Linked DNA regions of Gossypium hirsutum: region 2 is linked to region 1. The links are chromatin contacts, called in public Hi-C maps. All regions are on one chromosome and are shown on one strand. Each heading gives the region's core, a stretch centred on a gene start, on an enhancer-like site or on the middle of the called end of the contact. The rest is flanking DNA. Distances are from core to core; before and after follow the strand shown.

What was found. A called contact is a pair of places that touch in the nucleus more often than the background predicts.
Region 2: a Hi-C map of leaf shows a contact between it and region 1, with 2.5 times the contacts expected there. The contact joins the promoter of LOC107945408 here to the promoter of LOC107945300 in region 1. A contact is called at or near these places in 3 of 34 Hi-C or Micro-C datasets (hypocotyl, leaf and petal).

What each region holds. Positions count from the first base shown.
Region 1 is chrD12:13,782,546-13,785,191 of Gossypium_hirsutum_v2.1, forward strand. LOC107945300 (50S ribosomal protein L25) reads left to right here and starts at 1,325. Exons shown (of 3, transcript XM_016879258.2): 1 at 1,325-1,949; 2 at 2,048-2,177. The coding sequence starts at 1,563.
Region 2 is chrD12:14,193,030-14,195,675 of Gossypium_hirsutum_v2.1, forward strand. LOC107945408 reads left to right here and starts at 1,358. Exons shown (of 25, transcript XM_041108505.1): 1 at 1,358-1,494. It overlaps LOC107945409 (zinc finger CCCH domain-containing protein 62), which reads left to right. Exons shown (of 9, transcript XM_016879415.2): 6 at 29-134; 7 at 369-467; 8 at 550-664; 9 at 776-1,812. The coding sequence ends at 1,218.

The DNA of each region.
Region 1 (2,646 bases), core at 75-2,574:
CTCAAACTTAAAAATTAGCAGTTTCGGTGAATGAAAATTAATAAATTTTACCCTTTCCATGCATGTATCAATAACATTATGTGAAAAAATAAATAAAACAAAAAAAATTAATTTAAAAACAAATAGTTAAACATATGGTTAATAAAAAAGAAGTAAATACTAAACTTATCTTTCCATTTAAGTAAATTTAACCATATGTTTAGTATTTGCTTCTTTTCCATTAACCATATGTTTTGTTATTTTTTTAAATTACTTTTTTGTTTTATTTAGTTATTCTCCATTTTTGTAAATTTAACCATATGTTTAGTTTTTTCTAAATTAAATTAGTTTTTTATTTTATTTAGTTTTTTACATAATGTTAGACGAGATAGTTAGGAGAAAAAAAATTCTACGTGTCAAATTTTTATTGGTTGGTTTAATAATTTAATAATTGTGTTAACACTAAGTACCATAATAAGACCCATATTGAGGGATTAGGTACCACATTGGACATTTTATGAAAGTACAAGTATCAAATGTGGCATTATTCCATAAAATTATTATTTAAGGTATATATAAATTTAATATGAAATATAATTAATTATTTTACATATACTAGAAATTTTATCTCACACGTATGTATGTGGAAACCAGGTATTTAGAACACATTGGTACAATTATAAATAACATACAATAAATAATGAAATGCAATATTTGAAAATAAAAATAATAACACATATGCAATATGTACCAAATGTTACTTTAGTTGAAATTGCAAAGTTGAAAGAGGGTATGTTTGGTGTTTTGGGTTCAAATCCAATTTTAAGTACGAATATTTTCTAGATTAAAAAAAAGAGAGAGAAATACCATTAAATTAATATTTATTGCTTTTTTAAAATAAGGTTATCTTGGTAATTTAATAACTGAGTTGAGTTATAAGTGATACCAACTCAATCAAAATCTTTTATATATGGTAAGTATAAATATACAACTGATGGGGGTGATAAATTGTTCATATTAAAATAAAATTGTATAAATATTATTAAAATGAAGTTTTTATTGAAGGATAAATTTTAGATTTTATTAATTCAATTGGTATGGATTCAAAATCTATCATACACATTTTTATTTTTATTGGGTTTCGTTAAAATAAAAATATTAAAGTACCCTAAAATAATATAATTTAATATAATTATGAAAAAATATTTCCGTAATTTTTCTAATCGGATTGGTGTTGATTTAACTCATGACACTTTCTCAATTAAAGAGTTAAATAATAATATATATAATTAAATATAATATCCTCCTTTATCATTTTATACTTTCACCTCACTATTATTTTTGCGATTGAATCAAATGTATATTTTACCACTAATTTTAATATCACCCCTGCTGTGTGAATCTCATTGCTGAGGCCTTGTTCTTCCAAAACCAGCATTTGGGCTTTATAGATCTTTTCATCGTCAGATTTAAGGTATATTAGACTAAAAACTTACCCCGAATTTGGCCCAGATTATTAAAACCCTAATACCTAACCATGCTCAAAACCCTCATTTCACTCACAGCACTCAACAGCACAAAATATGGTGAAGTCCGTTACAGTTTCCGACCAAATGCTCAGGTTGTGGCGCGGCCTGAAAACGGTGGTCCAAACATCACCGGCGAATACACACCATTACCACACCATCCAAGCTATCCCACGAGAATGCACTGGCAGCCGTATCTCGAGCCGTGATAGAGCCCAAGGTAGAATCCCTGCTGTGGTTTTCTCTCAAGGCTTGCTTGAGAAAAACCCAAGCAACCGTTCCCCGTCCAGGAAACAAATTCTTACTACCGAAAGAAAGCAGATTCGATCCATTATCAAGTCCGTTCAACTCCCTTTCTTTTGTTCCACTAGGTTCCAGCTTCAGATCCGGGCCGGATCTGGCTCTTCTGTCTTACTTGAATCCGGGACGGTTTTACCCATCAAGGCAAGTTTTTTACTTTTCCCCGCTCTTTCTTTTTTTGTTTATTAGTAGCTTTTATTGTTACCCAAGTTCAAATTTTCTATTTTGGGTTGCTTTTATAGATTCATAGGGACGAAGAGAGTGGTAAAATATTGAATTTGGTGTTTGTTTGGGCGGATGAAGGGACTGAGTTGAAGGTTGATGTGCCTGTAGTTTTCAAAGGATTAGAGGATTGCCCTGGTCTTAAGAAAGGTATGCAATTTAGTGCAATTGTCCCCATTTGATCTTCTTATTGATGTTAATTTTGTGCAAGATTTAGATTTTACTATATGATAGGCAACTTGCTTGTTCATTGCTTCTTTTAGATGAAAAATGTTATATATGCTAACTATCTGAAATTGTTGGGTAAAGGAAGTAATTAGAGACTTATGTCTTGTGATTATACTTGGTTTAGCAATTCACTAATGTTGATAATACTAGGTATCATAATAAAACACATATTGATAGTTCAGGTACCATATTGGACATTTTCAAAGTATAGGTATCACATTGGATATTTTATGAAAGCACAGGTACCATAAGAAAACACATACTGATGGTTCAGATACCACATTGGACATTTTCAAAGTACATGTACTACATTGAATATTTTATTAAAGTACAAGTACTAAATGCAACATTATCTCATATATTAATATGATATTGGACCTTCCGGGGTTTA
Region 2 (2,646 bases), core at 108-2,607, 410 kb after region 1:
GTAAATCAAGGTTTGGTTTTTAAAACAGGTTCAATAAAATGACTAGGCGTGGAAAACTTCTGGGGAAGAGAACTATTGCAGGAAGGGTTGTGAAGGAAAGCTATGGCAAAGCCAAACAACAACACACATTTACGGTAATTCCAATGCACTATCTTATGTTAGGTAGGTAGAAGTCCTGTAAATGTTGCACATATTTGGTTTCTAAAACAAAGATATGTTCAAAACGGTTGATTTTGCCAATCTGAGTGATAGTTTGCAATAGGTGACAAATTGTTCCTTTCATGCGTTTTCTGTAATTTTTTTTTCCCCAATGAGTTGTTTGTGCACTTGATGATAGTATCCACCAGTTCCGTGTTTTTGATGTATAGGTTGAAGTATTATGGAGCAAGGGGAGTAAAAAATTGCCTTCATTATTTCCTTTGCTTGTAAAGGGTCGAAACCTTTATAAATTGAAAACTTACAGACAGGCAAGTATCTGGCTGGAAATTGACATTTTTAGCCATGATGGGCTTGGTTTATTTATGCTTTTCTTCTTTTGGTCTACATCAGCATTGGAGTGATGAGGCCGAAAGAAAACATGTACTTGCCGAGAAGCACAAACGAGGCAACGCAGCAAGACTGGTAAAAGCAATGAAAAGAACGAGGAAGTGGTCTACTGATGTTGGTATGTTGGAGAGCGAGATGGTGAAAGTAAACTATGTTTCTGTGAATTCCATTTCTCTTGACTATTGGGCTACTGGAATTTTACATCACATGTTTCTTCTTTTATAACTAGGTACAAAATGCCAAAAGCATTCACATCAATCAAGACCATCGAAAAAAAGAAAAACTACTGAACCGGACAGGGGAAAGATTAATAACCCACGAAGAAAAACCCCTATTCCAAGGTGTCCAAGTATGGGTAACAATTACCAAGTGTCTTCTCCAGTTGGAAAAGTGAAAAAGAAGCAAAACTCAAGGTTAAGAGTCTCTAATACCTCTTATAGTTATGAAAAGCCCGTTCATTTTGCTAAAGATACAGGTGCCTTTCATCATTCATATGCCGGTACTATCCTAAATCCATATCAACCTCAACGAAACTTTAACCACCAGAGTGCACCTCATGGGTTTTCCAGCTATAATATCGGATCTACTTCAACAATGGTAAGGTCATTGCCCTTTAGACCTTATGTAGATCCATGGACAATACCTGCTTCTCAAAACCAGCAGTTCAACTGACAAATACAGCCACCATCCCAACTCAAATCCTGGCTTTTGCAATAGATAAAGGAATTTGATCCAATCTCCAGATTTGATGAATGTTGACAGGCAGTTATAATACTGATCACTTTCTGCAGTGAAGGCGTGTAAATGGACGCAAAATTTCTTTTGACTCAATTTTCATTAGGATGCTACAATGCACAAGCAACAGCTGGAAGTTACCTTCTCAGCATGGAAATCATGCAAAGATAAATAGGAAACGAACATCTTCTGCACTTTTCATTCTATGAAATGGTAATATGGTTGAACAATGCAATTCTTTGCATATATTTTGCGCACTTTTTATGGCCACAAATTTTTTTCTGTTGATATTTTAGTTTTACAGTGTAGATTAAATATGTGAAGATTTGCTTGACGGATAGTTGATCTAAACCGATCAACTATAACTCTGTGTAAGCTACATACTGATAGTTTTGTTGTTTTATAGCAGTTAGGCCTTATTCATGCCAAAGATTAGGCATTGATAGCCACTGCTGATGGTGACCCATGGAGTTACCTGTTCCTGGATAAGACTAGCTGATGGCTGAGCTATATGCATGTCTGTGTTTCGAATTTTTTTTTTGGTGTCATCAATTTGAATATAGACGTGAAAATATTATTAAATATGTCAAAATTGGGTAAATATATTTTTTGGTACTTGAATTTGGTTTTAAAGTTCATATTGTTGCTTAATGTTTTTTACTTCAATTAGGTACTTGAACTTGACCCTAAAGTTCAGTTTGGTACGTAAAGTATATTTTGGTGCAATTAAGTACTTGAACTTGGCTTCTTGGTTCAAATTGGTACTTGGCTTTTTGGTCCAAATTAATACTTTTTGTGAATGACTTATTTGAACCATGAAGCTAAGTTTAGGTACTAATTGGAATAAAAAAGCCAAGTTCAGGTACCTAATTGGATAAAAAAAGTTTAGATATCAAGTCAAGTTTAGGTACCTATTCGATAAAAAACCTCGTAAGTGCCAATTTGTTCCTTTTAAGTCAAGTTTAGGTACTTAATTTTAATTTTTTTTTAAAATTTTGTCATCTGTCAATGTGAGATTGGCATGTTGCCATGTCCGCTTGTATTAATAATGTTAGATACCTTAAAAAAAAAGTACCAAATTGAAATCGCAATTTTAAGGTTAGATACCAATTAAAGTTAAAAAGAGTACAAATTGCAAATTTCAGGTAACTTCATATATATTAACTAAAACAATTAATACAAATATGATATGTGTAACATGACCCAAAAATTGCCCACCCCACTTCCCGTCATTAACATCTTAAATATCTTTCCCAAGTTCACTTAGAAAGTTTTATATTATTAACTCGATAGTCCAAAATGGGCTAAATCGTAGTATACTAAAATAAAACCAGCAAATAAAAGGAGGCCCAAATATTTGTTCCC